4 separate regions of the Drosophila melanogaster genome follow, and regions 1, 2 and 4 are each linked to region 3. The links are chromatin contacts, called in public Hi-C and HiChIP or PLAC-seq maps. All regions are on one chromosome and are shown on one strand. The core of a region is the stretch at or near the end of the contact, and the rest is flanking DNA. Distances in the headings are between cores, read along the strand shown.

Region 1 (3,250 bases), core at 540-3,039, 170 kb before region 3:
CAAATGTTTAAAAATGTTTAAAAATTCAAAATTCATGTTTATTTAAATATTTTTAACACCTACACCATATGCATATCATTCGATTTCTGGAGGCATACTAGTAATCTTATAATTCTAGTCCATGATCTAATATTATAGCACAATAAAGCTAAATTAAATAACTACTTCCATTCTTAATATATTTATCTTTTTTGTATCATGGCGACTTCAGCGTGCCGAACTTCACTATTTTCTTAACAAAATTAATAGTTCAGAAATTTAGCTTAAACCATAGAATTATATGGGGATTCAATCAACTCTAATCTGGATAACCGTCCCATTGTTACTTATGAGGTTCAAATTTAATATATATTTATTTGTCTTTATCTTGCACTTAATGGGAACCAACATCAGGCTTACATATTATGCACTCACCCTGTCGTTGTAACTGTGTTGAAGGCCTTTCCACGTTGGTTAACGACGTACTGTAGGAGATTATATGTATAAAGTTTAACTGCCTTAGAAGCCGTTTTCATCCTTGCCGAGATAACGAGAAGCCTCGCCTACTGCTCGCCATTCCTTCTCATACTCCTAACTTGGAGCAGGCTGAGATCCTGCTGTTGCAATGATATTTTTTCCCCCACACGCAGGAACGCTCAGAACGGGTGCAACTGACTTTAGGTCTCGTTACGAAGTCTGCGTTTTTGGTTTACATTTTGAAATGACCCTTACGCTAAATTAAAAGCATTATAAGCGATGCGTTAAGCGCCCGATCTGGGAACAGTGCCAAAATTTCAGATGTACTCACTGCCTCGAAACGTGGTAAAGATTAAGATCGCTCGAGCTTCGCTGTTATACGATTAAGGTATCCGAAAATCCTTCAGAACATGGGCATCAGCGTTATGGGCGTCATATCGTTTTCAGACAAATCACATGCACCATTGGCGATTTTCGTTTCCAATATCTGGGCGTTCATACGTACGAACAGACAGTTATACAAAAGACAAAAGGGGTGCGTATACATCGCAGCAAATTTTTGACACATACCCCTCACTTCATGACTTATGTAAAAAGACCAAAATAATCACAAACCAGGTATTCATTTTGGATCAAACCAGACAAACGTGGTTATGAAAACGGTTATGAAAATAATGTAACCATATTAAAATTTATATATATATATATAAATATATATATCCACTACTATATATATATATATATATATATATTTAAATATATACATTTGTATTTATATATTTATTCAAAATAAACTAATACATCGTTTACTTACACTTTACTATTTCTACTGTTATGTTATAATACTGAAAAACTTGAACTTGAAATGAAAATCGACTGCTTGTTAAATATAAAATTATTAACAATTCCGAAAGACTAAGTTTCAATACAAAGCTAACAACAAGGTAGGAATCTAGCTTTGGCAGTGATAATAATTAAATAATAATATTAAAGCAAGAATTCCCGTTACTCAACTTAAAGAAAAAAATCAACACATAGTTAGTGGTCGTGGAAACATCGTCTGCGTCTATATCTATAGAATCAGCATGCTTTAAGTTCTAGTTCTTATAGTTCCTGAAAGCGAGACGTTCTTACAGACAGACGGATTGGTTGATTTAAAGATTGACACTTATGCATTCTCTAAATCCCGGTGCTTGATGTTGCAATGTGAAGACAAGGGTGATGTATCTGTCAACTAGTAGTAGTGGAGCTAGTGTATAAGAAGCAAAAGTGGCAAGAATACCCCTGTGCTAAATTAAATTGGAAGCTTGACATATCGCAAGACGGCCACGCTGGCCTTGCTCTATCTTATGTTGGCGTTGGTATTTTAAGATATCTCGGTGGTACGTGTAAGTTGAATATTTTTACGAAATTCAATTTAAAAAATTTTTTTAGGATGTGCAGTTATAGTGGCTTGATTTTATTAAGATTACCAGAAGAATTAACTAAACAATCTTTAAAATAAAACACACCCGCCCAGTGTGATAAAGTCACACAAATCAAAAATTTGTACATACATCACTGTGTGTCTGTATGCGTCCAGATACTTACGAATTTTTTTTACCTTTTAGATCTATATTAGTTCTATTAGTTCTATATTTCAAACATGAAAGCTCGAATCAGACATTTCAATTCTATAAACATGTTAATTTTAATGTGTGATGAGGGTGCATGTGTATTTCGCGTTCGTGTGTGACAATCAGTTTGATATTTTAGGTTAGGTTTCTGTGTTGCTTTTATATTATATTATTTTACTTTTACTATCCATTCTGTAAAGCTCTGGTAAGTTTTTTTTTATCACTAGTTCTTAACTAAGCTTTAAAATAAATCCTTTGTTGTACTGTTTGCTTTGAAAAAGACTTGAAGCTGTTTGCTTTATTTATAGAACTTGAACTGTTTGAAAAATAAACAATTGTGCACAGAATCATAAAGCCATTAGGAGTTTAACAAAAACACTGAAAATTTGATTTCATTGCCTTTCTTACAAATAAATCAACCAAAAACTTTTTTGAACTTATTGTCAGCATAACATTAAACAAGAGGCAAATAAAAATGACAGATTCAATGAAATTTGGCCCGGAATGGTTGCGCAATATGTCAGCCGAGCCTTCGGGCTCTCCCAGTACCTACAACGTTGGTAATGCAGCTCAAAACAATTCGATTGGAGGGCACAACCTGGGAAACAACACGGCGGCATCCGCTTCCCGTAATCTATTTCCAGAATACCGGTACGGACGCGAGGAAATGCTGTCCTTGTTCGATCGGAACTGCCTACTGCCGCAGATCCTGCCATCGTTCAAAAAGCTCTTCGTGGAAAAGGTTCAGTGCCCTCTTGCACTGACACCGAGCTCCGAGGAGGACATCAACCAAAACTCACTTGGCAATAACGTATGTGAAGTAATTTGACATGAGTTTTAGAACATAATTTACTTTTCTTTGAAACTAGTCTCGTCCTGCCTGGTTGCAGCGCTCGCCCAGTGGATTTGGTAGTGCCTCCCGAGGCTCTGGACGTGGTGGAACCGTTGACCGGGGACGGATGCGCGGAAAATCGGCCTATCATCCGATATACCAACGCCCAAGCGGTCTATATGATGAAAGCTTATCGGTTATATCAAAGGTAATTGCAAATACGAACTAAATAAGGAAGTACGATTAGTTGTTGATTTTTTCTGCCAGGCCGAACGCACATGGAGCGACCGCAACGGAACTGGAGATTCTGCGGCAACCACCACCTCCACTAGTGGCTCTGGTGCTC
Region 2 (3,254 bases), core at 309-2,808, 170 kb after region 3:
GGGCCACGGAAGTATCATAGCTACAGATATCGCATCGAAATGAAGGCTTTGGCTTGGTACCGGCGTTGTTTGTATTACTTCCGGCATTGGCATTAGAACTATTTGCTCCAGTTACGGAAGGCGTTGCGTTTCCGCTCAGGGATGCGGTGCCGCCGACAATGTTGGATGAGCCACTGCCTGCGCCAGACCCGCTGTTGGATGGACATGCAGCAGTTACTTGGGGCGAGGAGCTGGAGAGCAGCAGTTTGCCAGTCACCGCAGCAGCAGCCGCAGCTGCAACCATATTTTGAGAGCTGTTTAGCTCCTGCATGTTGTTCAGATGTTTGTCCGATTGCATATGAATGGAAAGATTACCCTTGGTGGTCGTGGAGTAGTTACAGATTTCACAGCGATACGGTTTATAACCGCAAGAGTAGGATTCCCCCCGTGCCAGCCGAGGATGCTGTTGTCCTGTGCCATAGGAAAAGGGTTTAAATAAATTGGTAACTGATTTAAACTCTTTTAAAAATCTAAGATCGTTTTATTACAGGACTAAACCACTGTTCACATTATAAAAAGTAATAAAAACAACAATGTAACGCCATTTCGTAGTGGACGAGCAAAAAAAGACAGATGTGCCCCACTTTAAGGGTATAAAAACTACACCATATTGTGTTCAATAAACAACCGAGCAATAGAACAATGAGCAATCGAAAAAAAATAAAATATACCGGTTTTATATGTTCTATTTGCTGCAATAACCCTAAATTATATGTAGTAAAATTATGAAAAATAAATTTTTCTTGAATTTTGTATATTAAAAGACTAAGTAGTATTTTTGTAAGCTTAATGAACTTAGTACCTGCAAGGCAATAACCACAGGCACTCTCCCCATCTGGATGTTTCTCCCTCATGTGGATCTCCAATGTTTCCTGATATTTATAGTGCCAATTGCATTGGGGACATTTAAGAGTCTTGCAGGAATTGCGAGTAGACATTTGCACGCCGCTATTTAATCGAGCCGAGTTTAGAAGCATTTCACAGCTGAGGATCGAAAATATGGATAGTAATATAATAATCATTAAACAACGAAACAGAATATGTAATTTAAAATATAGTTCAGAATGGCCAAGCGATTTGATTTAATTGTATTCGATTAGTAGTTTACTATGTAGTAGTATCATTGGTGGTACCTAACAAAGTGACAGAAAAATTATAGTGATACCGAACCGACAGTTGTTCGCCTCGACCCAGGCGACACCATTAAATTGTAACAATTGGGGTCCGGACGGACAGGCGTTCAGAAACATTTATTAAGTGAAATCAGCGCAATTGGTTTAATTTTTGTTGGTTCAGCCGCCATCATAAACTTACGCCACTGCAATATTTAACTTTGCCCCTCCGTGCAGATCATATCAACATAACAAAGATTTCCCAACAAACTCTTAATTGAAATATACAGGCATATAATATATATTTATGGGACCGGAGACTAAAAGTGGTGTGGACCTTATTAACAACAACAGATTCCTCGAATAGATCCGTAATATACAATGTACTCTGCTCCATTCAACAATTTATGATGGTATATTCTTATAATCTTGTTTGCTTTCTGTTCGCATTTGTAAATATAATATTTACCCTTTTAATAAAGAAGCAACCTAAATGTTCCGCGTGATACAAATTTCCAACAACATTAAATTGTAAGAATGAAAAAAACTAGTGCACCTGTTGGTAGGGCATTTAACACTCTCCTCTCTACAAATTCACCAAAGAATATTTTCATTGGTGCTTCTTGTCAATGCCGGTTGGGATTTGGAAGCAAACGTGATTATTCAAGTGTGAAGCAATTAGTGGGATGCAACTAACCGAAGGGCTTTTTATAATCAACCCAATCGGCATTTGCGTTTTAATGAACAGCCTGTAAGCATGTCCCGCGGGCGCAACTAATCAACCCATGACGTTACTGCTGTTGGCCTAATGACTTATTGTTCAACAGTGGCAAAAAGTTTTCAGATCCAGTCACAAGTTCAAATATCCTTAATAATTCCGCATATTACGGCATTATTAATGAACGTACCCCTTTCAAAAGATCAATAATCACACCCTTCACGTGGTATGTGCGGTCCTCAAAGACAACCCTTCACCAATCACCCATTAAATGCCTGCAGCAAGGCCTATGATTGCCCATCCATAAAAACCTATCCATCCCCCGTAATAGGACTGAGACCCCAAATGCTACTGCATACTAGTTCGAACCTATTGCTTACCGCGCACAGTCTACTCCTTGGGGACGACCATTGATGTGCTCGGAACAGGCACCGATTGTAAAGCTGGATGTGGCGGTCGACGCATTTCCAACGCTGGCCACCGAGGAGGCGCTGGGTGATACGGGCAGGGCAACACTGTTGCTGCAAGGTGAGCGATGTGGGGTTTGCTGCGGCTGCGACTGAATTTGCAGCTGGGGAAGAGATTGAGAAAACTGGTGATGTGAAGAGGACGGCGACTTTGACCGCTGCTGGATGTCAAGGAGTTCGCAGGTTTTGCAGTCCACACCATTAAGGTCGGGGTGATCGGGACATGGGCTTGGAAATAAGGAACTCTGATGTTGCTGCAGCTGCTGTTGAAGGAACTCTGTGATCAGCTTAACCCGGTTGTCATTCGATTCGTTGGCGGCCAGCGCAGCTAAAGATGCATGGAAGGAACTGACTTGAGGAGTATATGCACCACCTGTTGTCATGTGCTGCATTTGCAAAAACCCTGAGCATGGAACATCCGAATCATTTGTTTGAGGTGATGTGGACATAGAGCCAATTTTCATTTCCACCTCTGACGAAGACGACGAGGGTGGCTCTGTTTCTTGGTTGCAATGTGTTGACTTATGGTTACTTATATTATCAGTACTGGGTGATAAGACCTCCCCGGATGCGTATGTCGATGGTGGTGAACTGGTTGAGGAAACTTTTGATAGGTTATTAGTCTTTGCTGTTGCTGAGTTTAAGGAACCAAATTTCACAGTTAATTTTCCCGCTACTTTGGGCGATGATAATGGGATATATGCACTAGGTGCCGCCATTTTACTACTACTAGTGTGCTGATCTGATTCAGGCTCTTGCTCCCGGTCCTGGTTCAGGAGCCGATTCTGCTCAGTCTCTTGCTTATTTTCGGGCTCGAGTTCAGAGACATTCCTGAAAACTGGCTGCGGAGACGAAGGCAGAGTGGCGTCACTGCCCTCAGTTGCTGTTTGAAGCTTCTCTGTATCATTGGTATCAGCA
Region 3 (3,435 bases), core at 381-2,880:
AGCACGCATCTGCTCGTATCAGGATGGCAACTCTCGGCGTGTAAAAATACAAACGGCAACTCTTAACATATATAGAAATCGATATGGCAACCCAATACCAGTGATTGCGTAGAGAATACGTTATTTTCAAAAATTCGATGCAGTAAATAAATAAATTCACAGATATAAGAATGATAATTTAGCAGACCTAAAGAATCGGTCCATTAATGAGCTATTAATAGTTCAACTAATCTACTCGTTGAAAATGTTGTGAAAAATATTTGAAAGCCAACTAAAGCGTTTCCTATTGTTAAACCATTGCAGAGCGTATAGTGATTTCTGTCAGAAAATTGCAACGTAGTGGAAATAATAGAAAAAAAATTATAAATTCTTGTTTTTGATCAGGAAGTATTTTAGTTCTGTATTTATCGGTTGAATGCGTGATCGCCATTTTCGTAATATTAGGTTTATCGCACGATTACCATCTATATGTGCGTAGATGAAGGAAAATTGACGCACTTGTTGAAATTATTTTATTTAAATCTTTATTATAACCAAAAAAAAATCGTAAATTGTTAACCACAATGGAAAAAATAAGTAGCTTACAATCCATCCAATAAATAATCTCTTATCAGTTACTTTGTTGATACATAAAAGAAGTCTTCTCCATTTGAATTGCTATTCTTAAGTAAAACAACAGAATTGCTGATACAAAGCAATAAAAATAAGTTAGTACAGTGTGAACACCTATCGTTTTCTTCCATATCGATAGGAAACTCATAAATGTATGTGTGGAAAGGCTTAAACATCTGTACGGGCGTCGATATATCGACAGCTAATCTGGAAAACACTAGACATCGCGGTAATTGTCCCTACCCTTTTTATGGAGTTCCCAGATTGCCTTCTTACACAACCATATTAATGGGCAATAATTATATAAGAAGACTGCGGAACAAAGGGGACCCGCACGAATATGTACTTGATTTAATATAAGTTTCTTTTATACACATAAAATTATTTTTGCATACTTATGTAAGTGCGTTGGGTACTTTTTATTAATTCCAGAGTAACGACATTTTTGCCGTTAATTTAAAACACGAAATGTTAGGACAAGAATGCGGAACTTCGGTTAAATTTTAAAAATTCCTTTGTATCAATATAGTCATTCCAGTAGTACAAATTAATACGCATGTAATTTTTGTTGTATAATAGCACTCAATTTTGTGTAATAAAAAAAAACAACTAGGGAACCAAAATTATAGAGACAAATCAAATCCTGCTAATAAAAATATATCTTATATAGTTTCTTCGGGTCTATTTGAAATCTTTGAAATGTAAAAATGTCTACACTCATAACTTATAAGAGTTAAAACGGCTTAAGGATTAAATTGATTTACAATAGAAAGTGATTATTAGCGACAGTGGAAATATAAATAAAATGTTTTCTAGAATTGTAAAAAAAAAAGTAGGAGTATATTCAATAAATATTTCATTTTAATATAATGCTATTTTGCTCGATAAAAATGTTAATATGAATTAAAGTTTACTCTTGCAATGCGTTTCAGCAGATACATTTTTAAAAGCGGCCTGTTATGCCAACTAAAACGAAATTGCCGGTGAGCCGTATGTATCCGATCGCATCTGATCAGCTGCTTTCAGTTCTACTTCGTCGCTCAATCGCACAGCAGTACAGAATCTCTGCGGGTTTTCAAATATTGGTTCTCTATGAGAAATAAATTATTATTATTTAGTGCGCAATTGAATACACAATTTTTTCAAACTATGTGTTTTTGGACAATGAATAATAAATTTAACAAAAGCGGATTGCAAAAGAATAATGTTCGAAACCGTAGGCCCACTGTTACTTCAATATAAAACATTTAATAATATATACTATACATATATTAAAACACACAATTGCCTAGTTTCAAAATAGATTTTGGTTGTACAAGTGTATAAAAATAAAATAAATACCGATAGATAAGTATATATCTACTTATGTACAATTGGTAGGTGTTTAAAAAGTTTGTTATCGCTAAATGTACATAACTTTGTACATACACAGCTTTAAAAATGTACATATGTGCTTATATGCATGCTATTTATTCTGTATGTATGTATAATTTACGTATGTACATACATATGATATATCTCATTTACGTTGTTCTGCTTGTAAAAGGGGAATAATGCACTTTCAGCGATGAACTGAAGTTCAAGAGCACAATAATTTATTATGTTTATAAATGGTTTTAATTGAATACAATAGTGGTCATAAAGAGGACTCATGTGAAACGTTTATGAACGGGCTTTGCATATGTGCATGTACATATGTAGCTTGAACTAACTTTTACGACTGTGTGCACATTAGGGTGGTCATTTTCTGCTGGCGCATCGCGCTTCCAAGGCGGATCAAACAATGCAGATATGATTTTTAATTTTTAAAAATCATTATATCCGGTGCTGCAGGATTTTATACTTCTACTATATTCAAAGTAAGTTTTTTCGTAGCCTGAAACAAGTTTTTGAAGGTTATTATTCCGTTATTCCGAGTTTTAGAATATTCACGAGCACACAAATCAAGTGACGATCGCAGCCTCACCGTGCCGATTTGTGACGAAAAATGGTTTTACAATTGTCAGTGTTTTTTCCTAAGCTTTATAGCCATAGAGCCATTTTTCCCTATGGCAGGTATATAAGTGTATGGTCGTCTGATTTTGATCGATTAAAAACCTAAATTATATATTTTCAAAAAAATGTGCATACTGAAGAAGAACTCTTTTTATTTGAAAACAACGAGTCTATAATTTTTTTCAACAGTTAGCTATATGATATGATCGTCAAAAGTCTATCAATTTAAAACCGAAATATTATATTGTCCAAATTTTGCCAATAATTTTAATATTTTTGAAGTTAGAGATCGTCAGTGGCGTAAGCTATTCAATTTTTTTTTTTTTTTTTTTTTGTATTGACTCGCGAAGGGGAATCATTGACTTCCGTGCTAATGCTTTAATAGGGTTTAAAGGGGTGCGCTCTTCTTTTTTCTCTGCACAGCTGTTTAAGGTATTACCTTGGGAATCCGACTTAATCGAATACAGCAGGGGATTATCTAACAGCTTGTATTTCGCGATTTGATTTTTAAAAAAATTGTAAAATAAGGCCAACAAGAGCCAAGTTGATTGGATGACAAGATCACCAGCCGCTGTCTCCAAAAATAAATAATAATTATTATTTTTATTTTTTCTTATTTTAAAATATATCAAGTATATTTATAAATACAAGTCCTTTTCAGCATTCATCAACGGTTTGATCAAAAATCATGCTGGCCAACTCATGCTGCGGTTGGAGAAAATATAAAACCCATGATCAGCATCATAGAACCCTAAAGAAAAAAACTCGACAGAACACATCAGATACAACAGTTCACATAGAAGTGAACTCCAACGAAATCCAGTTTCC
Region 4 (3,263 bases), core at 126-2,625, 230 kb after region 3:
TCCACAATTTTCTTGAACTTGGATATGTATATACATGTTCATCATCATCATATAAGTACATATGTGAATTTGTCCGCCGATCCTAAAACATGCGAATTGGCGCCACAACTTACAATTATTACATACATATGTAGAAATTTAGTTTTAATAGGTGGGAACACAAAAAAACAAAATTTTTAAGGGTTGGACAAACGTTTTTAATTCAAAATACTTATTTTAAAGGATGGGAAAACGAAAAAAACTAATTTTAAAGGATGGACAAACGATAAAAACTAAGAATACTGATTGGGCAAAAGTTTTTTTTTATAATATTTAGTTTTAAGAGATGGTCAAAATAATAATACCGAGGTTAACTAGAACGTCTCATATTTTCTAAAGTATTCACTTTTTCAAAATTGAAAAGAGTGGCCAAACGTGGGCAAATAAAGACAACAAATGAGCAAACGATTCCAGCTTTTAAATTTCAAAAATTCCATTTTTTCGACTCCAGCTTCTTTGAGCTCGTACATTATGCGCAAAATGAGAAATCTGCGCACTGAAGTGTATTCGTGTTTTTGCTAGTGGTTGATTGATTTTTTGTGACCGTATGAATATTGAGGGTGCGTCGTCGTTGGAGCAAGCGTCGCAACGGCATGAAACAAACTCTTACAGACTCTGTGACTGAGTCTTAATGCTTAATATCAATATTCTAGTTTTCATTGTTCCCGAGATCACAGCGTTCAGATTGATAGTCAGACGGACTAACCAGTTACTCGATAACTGACCGACTGCATATGAAATCTTCAGTATATGTAAGGAAATACGATACCTATACACCTATTATGGTTAACATAGGTGTAAACGTGTATTCGTTGGGAATCAGATTATCCACCCTTACCTGATTCTTAAGAGTTTCGTCAATGTGAATGGTAGACGTCTTCCGAATCATGTCATGAGAATATTTAAAGTTAACGGGTCCTAAGATCCCGCTCTCTATGAAAAAATGTTTTGCTTTATCAATGCTCGAGTTCAATGGTTGCATTTTTTAGTTCTTATTAGATTAAAAAAGGAGTAAAACGTTGGTCAGATCAATGTTGATGGAGATCTTCTTACTCATTTATACTGAGTATTTCAATAACTAGCTGAAAAGTTTAAAGGATTTGAGCTTTAAGTAGAATAAAACTTTTTATTAGACTTACACATATACCCAACACATGCAAATGTTCATATAGTTGTTTTATTTGTTAATTTTTATATTTTACATTATTACAAATACAAAATATTAAGTGCCGAAGATCTGTCGCACGCTTCTTTGTGTGAATACTCGACTAGAACATATATGGGAAACAATACCTAACCCAATAAATGTCTTAAGATATAAGTTTCTTCTAAACTGATCGAAAATATAACTAGTATTCTATCAGTAGTTTTGTGTCATTATACATTATACCCTCTTTCCACTAAATTACCTGCATATATACACATGTTTGGGATATAGTTCACATGATATTTTTGAAGCGATTTTAGGCTTAATGTTATTTTATTAAATTTATATTTATATATATTATTTATATTTATAATTATATTATTATTTATTCGGTAATTTCATAGCTGTTCTGGGCATTACTTTCTTTCCACAATAAACATAACATTAGATGCTGTTAAAATTTGTAGTAAGTAATCGTAGTAATAATAGTAATAGTAGTAGTAAAACTAAAACATTTTTACGGGTAACAACACAAGACTCTCGTTTCACTCTGCATTCAAGCGCTCTATTATTAAACAAGCTCTAATTATATTTCCATCGTTCAATATCTATTTTAAAGAATAGAAGGATTAGAAAACTTTTTCGTCTTATTTTCAAAATTTGTGTCTTATTCGAACACTAACAGCGAACATACCGAAAGCAAACCTTTTATCTGCCCTTATAACCACTTTCAAACCACATAAAAAATTGCAGTTTGTTTATGTTGGTCAATCAATTGAATTTGATTGAACCCCATGATTACCACTTTTGGCATACCCCAAATATCGATATATTTCCCATCAAAGGCAAAATCGATAAGTTATCGTTAACTAAACATCCACAGATTGTAGTTCGTCTAATAAAGGTGTAGACACCAAGTCAATTAATTTTAATAACAAGAGGAAGTTCGTGGGACGGTTAAACCTATTCACAGCATTTCCAAGGTTTTCTAAAGAAGGTGTACCTCATGAAAGAACATGATGGCAGACAGATACGCTTCAGATTTGGCCCTTGTTGTCGTTGCGCAGATAACGCAAACTATTGGTTACAGCTGCACTCTAAGTGCACCCTTGGAGTTGTTGCAAGACATATTGCAGAAGTTTGTACAGGAGTTCGCTCGAGACATGCATAGACATATGGAACACGGTAAGTGGTATAGACCCTCAAATCAACGGAACCGATCATGAAATACAACAAAGCCTGAGTAGTTATAGTCGTTACTTGTAGAATAAGAGATTCAATAAAAAGTATGTGACATATATGTACATGTACATAAATGTATAACTTATCATCCCTGCAGTTCCATCAGACTATCATTAATAAATCATTATTTATCATTAAAACAATTTTGTTTGGAGTTAGGGCATTTTGCTTTCAGTTGCGTTAGAATACCGGTCAACCTGTCCGTTTAACCTTAAAGTAAAATATATTAGTATAATGTGTACAGAAATGTATTACGAAAAATGTACATCGCTTCTGCGAGTAGTACGTGTTGTTGCGTGTAAAATGAATCCATTGCCATTGGAATTTCCTGATTAAGCTCGCGCCTGCTACTCGCATAAATCTAGTCCCAGTTATCCGCGAAAAAGGAAGCGTGCCTCTTAGAAAAGTAATCTTTTAATTTATTTCTTTCTTTTATTGTTATTTCCCTTTTCCTCGCCCAGTCCCTTTCACCTACATCAGTATATAATTTCTCTAGTTCCGATGCGCATTAAAAATTTAAAGTTTCTTACGAAACTTATGTGCTCGGCGACTTAGAGCGTCAGCTTAGCATTCGGCTGGAAATAAAAGATCCATAATTTATTGCTGATTCCCTGCTTGTGGCTGTGCAGCCAAAGCAGTTGGTACTGTGGGCGAAACCGATGATCTTGGGATGTTTTTAAGGAGCGATGAATTGTGGGACTGCCGGGGTCTCGATTGGGGATTATGAAACCTCAATAGGCATGTAGATTGTATTTTTTGCAAATTATTATTTCATTAATTGTCTTGTAAACACCAAAAAAAAAAAAACAATAAATCTTTGATTTATATATATCTT

The links. Hi-C and Micro-C count contacts between places; a contact is called where the count stands out from the background. HiChIP or PLAC-seq counts read pairs in DNA pulled down with a chosen protein or histone mark.
Region 1: a contact with region 3 is called in a Hi-C map of the Kc167 cell line, with 2.5 times the contacts expected there. The contact joins the promoter of Gyf here to the promoter of myo in region 3. A contact is called at or near these places in 24 of 107 Hi-C or Micro-C datasets (the Clone 8 cell line, the Kc167 cell line, the ML-DmBG3-c2 cell line and 9 more) and 2 of 6 datasets of contacts at active chromatin or transcription factors (the Kc167 cell line and the S2 cell line).
Region 2: a contact with region 3 is called in an H3K27ac HiChIP or PLAC-seq map of the Kc167 cell line, with 5 times the contacts expected there. The contact joins the enhancer-like site here to the promoter of myo in region 3. A contact is called at or near these places in 4 of 107 Hi-C or Micro-C datasets (the Kc167 cell line, the OSC cell line, the S2 cell line and 1 more) and 2 of 6 datasets of contacts at active chromatin or transcription factors (both in the Kc167 cell line).
Region 4: a contact with region 3 is called in a Hi-C map of the Kc167 cell line, with 2.9 times the contacts expected there. The contact joins the promoter of CG33941 here to the promoter of myo in region 3. A contact is called at or near these places in 36 of 107 Hi-C or Micro-C datasets (the Clone 8 cell line, the Kc167 cell line, the ML-DmBG3-c2 cell line and 14 more) and 1 of 6 datasets of contacts at active chromatin or transcription factors (the Kc167 cell line).

What each region holds. Positions count from the first base shown.
Region 1 is chr4:865,564-868,813 of dm6, reverse strand. It overlaps Gyf (Gigyf), which reads left to right and starts at 1,789. Exons shown (of 10, transcript NM_001169357.4): 1 at 1,789-1,838; 2 at 2,520-2,883; 3 at 2,942-3,112; 4 at 3,172-3,250. The coding sequence starts at 2,548. It also overlaps a transcript of unc-13 not described here and asRNA:CR43425.
Region 2 is chr4:522,100-525,353 of dm6, reverse strand. zfh2 (Zn finger homeodomain 2) reads right to left here. Exons shown (of 14, transcript NM_001258496.3): 4 at 2,250-3,254; 5 at 842-1,023; 6 at 1-450. Among named protein-coding and RNA genes, the nearest start is that of zfh2, 22 kb to the right of the region's middle. Within about 2 kb of position 1,558, at least 17 of the 39 cell types and tissues checked have an H3K27ac peak or open chromatin away from gene starts, as enhancers often do. A contact at or near this core is called in the Kc167 cell line and embryo, where this site is marked.
Region 3 is chr4:694,250-697,684 of dm6, reverse strand. It overlaps myo (myoglianin), which reads left to right and starts at 1,630. Exons shown (of 5, transcript NM_166788.2): 1 at 1,630-1,988; 2 at 2,348-2,471; 3 at 3,269-3,435. The coding sequence starts at 3,296.
Region 4 is chr4:465,609-468,871 of dm6, reverse strand. It overlaps CG33941, which reads right to left and starts at 1,375. Exons shown (of 4, transcript NM_001347760.1): 1 at 1,179-1,375; 2 at 878-1,121. The coding sequence starts at 1,021. It overlaps Taf3 (TBP-associated factor 3), which reads left to right and starts at 2,044. Exons shown (of 8, transcript NM_143666.3): 1 at 2,044-2,371. The coding sequence starts at 2,203.